2 separate regions of the Mus musculus genome follow, and region 1 is linked to region 2. Evidence: chromatin contacts called from public HiChIP or PLAC-seq data. All regions are on one chromosome and are shown on one strand. The core of a region is the stretch at or near the end of the contact, and the rest is flanking DNA. Distances in the headings are between cores, read along the strand shown. Region 1 has its middle 140 kb from the start of Gm23056. Region 2 has its middle 16 kb from the start of Cxcr4.

The links. HiChIP or PLAC-seq counts read pairs in DNA pulled down with a chosen protein or histone mark.
Region 1: a contact with region 2 is called in an H3K27ac HiChIP or PLAC-seq map of acute myeloid leukemia, with 2.4 times the contacts expected there. The contact joins two enhancer-like sites. A contact is called at or near these places in 4 of 484 Hi-C or Micro-C datasets (the G1E-ER4 cell line, the N1E-115 cell line, epidermal suprabasal cells and 1 more) and 5 of 115 datasets of contacts at active chromatin or transcription factors (the HPC-7 cell line, acute myeloid leukemia, bone marrow-derived macrophages and 2 more).

Annotation. Positions count from the first base shown.
Region 1 is chr1:128,744,456-128,749,035 of GRCm38.p6, reverse strand. No RefSeq gene overlaps it. Among named protein-coding and RNA genes, the nearest start is that of Gm23056, 140 kb to the left of the region's middle. Within about 2 kb of position 1,650, at least 37 of the 459 cell types and tissues checked have an H3K27ac peak or open chromatin away from gene starts, as enhancers often do. A contact at or near this core is called in acute myeloid leukemia, where this site is marked.
Region 2 is chr1:128,573,877-128,578,369 of GRCm38.p6, reverse strand. No RefSeq gene overlaps it. Among named protein-coding and RNA genes, the nearest start is that of Cxcr4, 16 kb to the left of the region's middle. Within about 2 kb of position 2,174, at least 7 of the 459 cell types and tissues checked have an H3K27ac peak or open chromatin away from gene starts, as enhancers often do. A contact at or near this core is called in acute myeloid leukemia, where this site is marked.

The DNA of each region.
Region 1 (4,580 bases), core at 401-2,900, 170 kb before region 2:
AAGGAAGGAAGGAAGGAGGGAGAGAGGGGGAGGGGAGGTGAGAGAAAATATTAATACTATATTACTTCATACTACATAACTAAAATGTTTTAAACTGGCTGATAATCAACTATTGTCCCACGTGTTCTTTCAGCATGACCGGAGAGAAAGGAACACTAGCACAATCCTACAGTGGGTAATTCGCCCTTTCCTCCCGAAACTATGTATGGAACTTACTCCAGCTCTGGGTGTGTAAATAGCCCCAAGGAACTCCCACACAGATTTACAAGTCATGAGAGGAGGTTCATTCAAACCTGATTTGCATTAGTGGCCACCTAGGGCACTCAGCCTGAGGACTGGACCATCAAAATACAGAAGGAAGGGATGCAACCCGACACACACTGTTGAAAGCAATAGGCTAGAAGTCCGTGTAATGAGATGCATCAACGCTGGTGAGCACAAAACTCTGGGTTCCACTCCCAGCAATGTATAGTTAGGTGTGGTGGGGGCGTGCCTGTAATCCCAGCACCCAGAAGGTGGAGAAGGGAGGATCAGTTCAAGAGCATCCTTGGCTACAGAGTGGATTCAAGGCCAGCCTAGGCTACATGAAACCCTGTGGTGAAGTCAAAAGAAAAAGACAAGTCCCAAGGAGATGAAAAGGTCCTTACCTCCTGTGACGGCCTATGCAGAGGGCAACACAGGAGCCAGCACTGGCTCACTGCTGGCTAATCAGCCCAGAGAGGAAACCACGTGTCCTGAACATGAAGCTCCTGCCCTATGGAAAGTCATGGCTGCTGAGTTTTAGTGGGGAAGTGGCTTTGAAGTTCCATTCTCCCGAAGGCAGGTCTGCAGAGCCACCTGGAGAAGGCTGGGTGGAGGTCTGGAACCAGAAACCCTCTGAAGGGACACACTTGGTGTTGGTATCAGGACCTCTGAAACCTGTAACATCACATAGGCAACAGCACAACCTGCATACTTGTTGCCAAGGTAACAGACACGATATTCCCATAATCCACTCGGCTCACCTCCCACCTTTACCTGTGGCTAGGTCACTATCCATATATAAAAGGAAGGCCCCTCTGATCGACCTCTCCCTCCCCCTCCCCCACCTTCTCTTTCACCTTGCCCTTCTCTCTCTTTCTCTCTCTCAATAAACCTCACGTGGATCTGTTTGGCCTGGGGTGGTCTTTCTGGAGCTGCGCTGCGATCACAACACTTGGCCCAACAGTGCAGATATGGGCAAAGTCATAGGCACCAGAAGGTTGAATCTTTGTGGATATCCGCCTCCCATGTGCTGGCTGAGCACTGTGCCATCAGGGAGAGCCTCAGGACTCACTCACAGTCTCACCTGGAGGATTATTCACAAGGATTTGGCTAGAGTCTGTGACTTGGAAGTGTCTCCATTTGTCACGTGATGCAGACGCACATGGTGTTTTGCTGAGGCAAGACCCATGGGAGGACACGCGATGTTTGGGCAGAGTATAAATAGGACTCCATGGACAGTGATGGCACGCTTGCATAGCTCGGTTTGCAACACTTCCTTCTTCTCTTCCACTCTTCGTCTTTGCTGATCTCCATGCAGTTGAAAGATGCATGGCAGAGAACTCCGGGCATCCTGGCTGGTCCTGGTCGCTGTTCATGCTGATTTGGCAGAGGCCTGGCAGTTTCTGCAAGATCACGCCACCACTGCTGGTTCGTGTTTGCTACCCTGTCACTACTGAACTAGACTGCTGTATCCTGACAAACAGAGATTAAAATCACCCCCAAGGAACTACTTCTAAACAGGTCCACATCCCCTTGTGCTGTTTACCATCTTTTCTCTCCTACCTTTGAGATAGTGGGCTAGAACAGGGAGGGGGATGTCTAAGCGTTTGAGAACACTTATTAAAAGAAAATCTAAGCCTACAGATCAGCTTCCCAGTTGTTTCCTTCTAGGGAGAAAATGCTATGAGCTGCTCAGACTTACAACTTGTTCCTCTCAGGAACATGGGGAAGGGGCTTATATGAACCTGGGACTTCACCATCCCTGAACTGCATCCTGCCAAGAAGATGAAATTAACTGATCAGCCAGGGCCACGTCTCCAAGCCTGGCTCTGTAGCTCTGGCAAGACCTTTCCAAACTGCAGAAATGGAGACTGAGGGAATGGTAGGGTTTGTTTTTTATAAAAAGGGGAACAGATTGAAAGCAAGTAAGACACACAGTGGTGAGATGACTCAGCAGTTAAGAGTGCCCTCCAAGCCCCCTACAGCAAAGAAAAGCAAGAGAGGAGGCTGGAAAGTGTGCCTGTGGATTGGGGTATGAGGAAGTCCTGGCAAGAATCAGTTAAGTATTCTTGCAAAAGATCTAGATTTAGTTCCCAGCGTCCACACTAGCAGCTTACAACCACCTGTAACTCCTGCTCCAAGGAATCTAAACGCCCCCTTCTGGCCTTTGTTGGCCCTGCAGTCACACATGCTGTGAGAAAGAGAGAGAGAGAGAGAGAGAGAGAGAGAGAGAGAGAGAGAGAGAGAGAGAGAGAGAGAGAGAGAGAGAGAGAGAGAGAGAGAGAGAGAGAGAGAGAGAGAGAGAATGAGAGAGAGAGAGAATGAGAGAGGAACGGAGGGAGGGACGGAGGGACGGAGGGACGGAGGGAGGGAGGGAAATTAAAGCAAAAACATCACCACAATGCCCTTCATCTGGCGCTAGAGGGAAAGAATGGTTTTGTATGTTTTAAAATTGAGTCAATAATATTTTCTCTGGGCCCTAGAGTGACACTAAGAGAAACCAAAGCATCAAGTGTGAGACCTTCAGAGAAAGCTCAGTACAGCAATTGCCTTGAACACATTAGACCTGAGTTTGATCCTCAGAAACCACATTTTAAAAACTCCCTATGTGGTGGTGAGTGGTAACCTCAGCACTGGGGAGGAGGGCTCAGGTGGATCCCTGGCCAGTCAGCTGAGCCAGATCAACCAGTCCAGGCCAATGAGAGACCCTGTCTCAAAACAAGCCAGGTAGAGGCACCTGAGGACTAGCACCTGATGCTGCCATGCATACAATACCTCCGTGTGCATATTCACACAGTGAGAACAGGTCACACCAGCCAGCTTAAGGTCTTCTGAGGATGACAGACAGTGCGTGCAGTCATGAGGCAAAATATGACTATTGATATTATTATGCTGATAAGGGACAGTGTGTATGTGTGTGTGAGAGAGAGGGGGGGGGCGGAGAGGCAGAGGCAGAGGCAGAGACAGAAAGACAGAGAAAAATATAAAATCCTTTATGGACAAGAAGCCCTTCCACAGCCAAGTTCAAAGCAAGAAAGGAAGCTAGAAAGCATATCTATGGAATTAAGATATAAGAAAGTAACCAGAGAGTGACAAACGGAAACAGGCCAGGGAAGAATGCGCAAACAGTGGCCATGCAAGAGCAAGAGATGGGAGCAGATTTGCTTGTCCAAGAAGCAAAGAGTAAAAGTTGCTGGAAGCCTAGTGAGCTAGCTTTACCTCGACTTGATACAAACTCTAATCATCTGAGAGAAAGGAACCTCACTTGACAAAATACCTCCATAAACTGGGCCTTAGGCAAGTCTGTAGAGCATTTTCTTAACTGGTGATTGATGGGGTAGGGCCCAATTCATTATGGCTGGTGGTCCTGAGTCTTATAAGAAAACAGGCTGAGCAAGCCAAGGGGAGCAAGCCACTAAGCAGCAGCAGCAGCAGCTTCTACCCTGACTTCCTTCACTGATGGACTACAATGTAGAAGTGTAAGCCAAATAAACCCTTTCCTTCCCAACTTGTTCTCTGTCATGGTGTTTCATCACAGCAATAGAAACCCTAACTAGGATACCTACTTAAAGTCAAATTTCAGATAAACATCAAATACTTTTATAGCATAAACATGTCTCAGATATTGCATATTTTTGTGGAACATTTTAGAACATAGTTTATCTAAACATTTGGATCATTTGTGTTCATTGGAAGTTTGAGTTTAGCTGGGTGTCTGAGATTTTTATTTCCTAAGTCTGAAAACTCTCTATGTATCTGAAACAAAATCAAAGAGGGGCTAACATTACAGCTAAAGAAAACACTTTAAAGTCATATCTCCCCATCAAGGGAATCTTTTTTGGAAATTGTGTTATGACCCATGTAACTATTTAGGGTTAGGTGACATTGCTGCTGGAGGCAACCAACCCAGTGTAGCTGCTGTGATGAGATCCCAAGCTCCTTGAAAACCTCTGGACATAGTTGTGATGGGATTCATTGAAGCGTAAAGACCCACCTCTACTGTGGGTGCCACCATTCTCTAGGCTGGAGCCCAACACTGAAAACAGAACAAAGCAACAACCAAAGAAACAATAACAGAGAAAGCCAGCTGAGCACCGACCTTCAACACCCTCTGCTCCCTGACTGAAGGTGCCTGTGGTCTGCCGCTTCCCATTCCTGCTGCCATGACAACTCCACTCTGGTGGACCGTTCTCTCAAACTATAAGCCAAAATAAACCCTTCCTTCTTAGTTGCTTCTGCCAGGTGTTTGGTCACAGCTATGTAACCATTGTACAGTGACGGTAACCACTATAGCTGGTAATCCTGACAGGAAGAGCCAGCGTGGGAACACACAGGGG
Region 2 (4,493 bases), core at 925-3,424:
ATCTCCAGGAAAGTTTTATTACCTTCTACAACATTCTTCCCAAGGTGAGAAGGACTGGAAGAAAGGCTGAACGAAATGATGCAGCACATCCTGCATCAGTGGTCCTGAGTTAGATGTCTATGGCAACAGGAAAACATAAGCTCGGTGACCACCGCCCCAAGTAAAGGAAGGCTAGCCGCATGGACTAATAATCTGAGTCAATTCATCACTAGTAAGGAGTGAAAAGGAAGAGGCTGGTGTGGCTGCCATAGGCAGGAAAGGTGCTGAAGAGATAGATGCTCAGTCAGTAAAGTGCTTGCAAGGGTGAGGGCCTGAATTCTGATTTCCAGCACCCAAGTAAAAGCCAGACCTGGCAGTATGTGTCTATAACCCCAGTACTAGGAAGGCAAAGATCACAGTGGCCCTAAAGGTTATTGGCCAGCTAAGCCAGATAGCCTAGTCAAATGAGCAAGCGCTGGGTTCAGTGAGAGAACCTGTCTCAAAAAATAAGGTAGAGATAAATTAAGGAAGACACTTGACACCAACCTCTGACTTTCACACAAGCAAACATAGACCTACACACACACACACACAGAGAGAGAAAGAGAGAGAGAGAGAGAGAGAGAGAGAGAGAGAGAGAGAGAGAGAGAGAGAGAGAGAGAGAGAGGGAGGGAGGGAGGGAGAGGGAGAGGGAGAGGGAGAGGGAGAGGGAGAGGGAATAAGAAAAGACACAGAGAGAAAGTTCACAAAAGAGGAAACAATCTTGATAAACAAAAACAGGAAGAAATGTTCAGCCTTGCTAGCAACCAAATTAATAAAAGTCAGAACCACAACCCTGCTGCTCCTCACATGTCAAACTTGCAAACATTTCCAAAGAAGCGCTGGCCACCATGCCAGGGTACACATCAGTCTCCCACGCCAGTGAGTACACTGGTCAGACTGACACTGGTCTGTCCCAGCAAAGCCAGAGGCACCTGCCCTGAAGGTCTCCATGCTTGTCCCTCTGACCCCAAGAGGCCATGGGTAGACATCTGGAAAGAAATTTCAAATCTAATGGTGGGATCAGGATTAAGAGGGGATGGAGAGATGGCTCTGTAGTTAAGTTAGAGCTCTTGCTGCTCTATCAGAGGACCCACGTTCAGTTACAGCACCCATGGTAGGCTACTCACAACTGCCCTTAACTGGCTGCAGGGAATCTGAGGTCCACAGATGGAGGTCAGGAAGTCTTATGACCTCTACAAGCAACTGTATTCAGGAACATGCATTCATTATATAGACACAGACAAATTGCATACACCTAAATAAGAATAAAAGCACATTAATAAAAGTAGAATTAAGAAAAGTGTAGTGAGTACACACAATGAGATATTAGCTAGCTTCTTTGTTTTCTTTATTACATTTATTTATTTTGTGTGTGTCTGTGTGTCTGTGTTGTGTGGGTGTGCACATGCCACTGTGTGAATTCTAGGACAGGGAACCACTTGCAGGAGTCAGTTCTCTCCTTCTCGTGTGTAGCCAACTTCTTGAGTGGTGTTTGTAAAGACCATTAGAAAGTGTTTAGGATTGTGAAATGAAAGGTGTAGATTACAAGATAGCACATGACAGCTAATTATAGATATTTTCGAGCTGGTGTTGTGGTACACACATTTAATCTCAGCACTCAGGAGGCAGAGGCAGGTGTATATCTGAGTTTGAGGCCAGCCTGATCTATCAATCAAATTCTAGAACAACCAGGGCTCTGTTACTCAAAGAAACCTTGTCTTGAAGAATCAAAAAAAAAAATTTTTTTAAGTCAGAACCTTTTATTTCTTTTTGTAACCCATTCCAACCTTGAATTACTCACTAACTAGCTGACTGTCAACTAGCTAGTTTATGTCAACTTAACCCCAGCAAGAGTCTTCTAAGAGGAGGAGGGAATCTCAATGAAAAAAAATGGCTCTGTAAGATTAGGCTATGCAGAAGTCTGCACAGCCTTTTCTTAATTAGTGGGTGATGATTGAGGGACTAGTCTACTGTGGGTGGTGTCACCCCTGGGTTGGTGGTCCTATGGTCTATAAGAAAGCAAGCTGAGCAAGCCATGAGGAACAAGACAGTGAACAGTGCCCCGCCATGGCTTCTGCACCAGCTCCTGTCTCCAGGTTCCATCTCTACCCTGACTGCCTTCTGAGGAGGAACTGTGATATGGAAGTATAAAGCGAAATAGATCCTTCCTCCTCAGGTTGCTTTTGGTCATGGTGTTTTGTCACAGCAACAGAAACCCTAACTGTGACACTGAGGGTGACCTTGAACGTCTGACCACCCTGCCTCTGTGTCCCAAGTGTTGGGATTACAGGTAGACACCACCACCTCTGGTTTATGAGTTTTAGGGATCAAAGCCAGGGCTTCATGCATACAACCAACTGAGAAACAGCTCCCATCCCACTGTGTATTTTCTTTAAATGAAGATTAAATGTAATTCCAGTGATTGTTTGAGTTACAGATTTGGGGTTTGTTTTTTTTTTTTTTAATCTACATTTCCAAACGTGTAGTGTGTGATCGGTGTGCATTAGTGCGTGTGTCTGTCTGTGCATGTGTAAGGAGGCCAGAGGTTAACGTTGAAAGTCTTCCTCTGTCACTGTCCACCTTGTCTTTTAGAAACAAAGTCTTTCACTGAATCCAGCGCCCATCCATCGACTAGACCGGCTGGCCCCGAAAGCTCCAGAAATCCTCCTATTTCCACCTCCCGGGTGCTGGGATTGTACAGGTTATCAGGGGTCCAAGGTCAGGAGCTGAAGTTTGTACAGGAAGTACTTTAGGGACTGTGCCGTCCCCTCAGCCCCTTTGTTTTTAAATAAGGTTAGGGCCCAAGAAGATACTGGCTAAATGATTGTCAGGCTGAAGGAGACCTTTGTAGGATATTTAAAGAAAAAAAAAATCAGACACACAGATCACCCTCAAGATATTCAGAATCTAGTGACAGAAATAACACCATTACATTCCCAAGTCTTAGGCAAAAAAACAAGAGGATTCCAAAACTTCAAGAAACTCAAACTTGGCTCTGTGACAGTAGCTACAGACTGGGCTGTGCTCCTAACAGTGACCTGTTTCAAACTGATAACCCGTCATGGCACCAGGCATAAGGATAGCCCAGTGACACTTTCATAGAGGTGACGCTAATCTGAGGTCTCTTCAAAGCCTTCTACACAGAGGTCTTCACTTCCCAAATCCATCGGGAAGTAAACATGCTATAGAAACCCTAAAGGAAATCTCTGAAAGGGCTAGGCGTTCACAGAGAACAGCCATTGTCCAGGGCCTGAAGCCAGGACCGTGCACAAGTGCAGCCCTAAATATTCCAAGCTTGTACTGTAATGGAAAGGAAACGTGATGCTGGGGAAGAACTTCCTTCATCCTAACATGTTCTCCCAACCACAGCAGCACGCAACAATGGCAGTTTGGTAAGTCACACAATGCAGGCTCTAGGGTAGGAAGCCCCAGCCAGGAAAGAGCAATGTTCACCCTTATACAGAAGATATCGCAACCTTGAGATCACAGAAAAAAGCCAAGAATGAGAAGGGAAACATGAGCATTTTCCTCCTAGGTCAAAACAAATGAATATATTGGCAAATAATCAATTTACTAATTTTAATTATCATTCTGGGAAACAGATGATCTGACTGTAAATACAAAGTCCTCTTGACAAAAGGGAGTGGGGGGAGCACATGGGCTGTAAAGATGGCTCGGACAGTAACGTGCTTGCAGTGCAAGTGTGATGACCAGAGTTTGAGCTCCAGAACCTGCATTAAAAAGCTGGATATATGGGGAGGCCTCCCCTTTTCTGAGGAGAAGGGGAGATGGGGAGAGGAAGCTGCCATCGGGATTAAAGTAAATAAGTAACTTAATAATAGACAGACAGACAGACAGACAGACGACAGACAGATAAAGTTGAGTGTATTAGAGTGCATTTGTAAACCCAGAACTGAGGAGCTGGAGGTAGGAGGATACCTGGGACTTGCTGGTAAGTTTCAACCTAGCAAGAGACCTGGTCTGTAAAACAAGGTGGATTGTGACAAGGCCTGACAGGAAGGTTATCCTCCGGCTCCACACGCATACCCACGCACACCAACACATGTTTTTAGTGGGGAGGATGTTGTGTGGTATGATTTAGATCTGAAAGCCACAGGACACTGACATCTACCCTGCTGTCTTTGATAGATGGTCTCTCATATCCTGAAACTCATTCCCTTCTTATGATGGATGACTTTATTAGTTGAGCAATGCCAAACCAGGAATTACTAAGAGCTTTAGGCCTAATCCTTCTTGTCTGTTTTTTTTTTTTAAGGTATACTCACTTAACTTTCTGGCTATAAACTAGACAGTTTTTTCTCTCTCTCTCTTTCTTTCTTTCTTTCCTTCCTTCCTTCTTTCTTTCTTTCTTTCTTATTTAGTATAGTTTTATTTTTTCATATTGTATTTTAGCTCTATTTCCATTAGTATCTAACAGCATAAAATACACCAAAGAGTTCTGATTTGAGTTT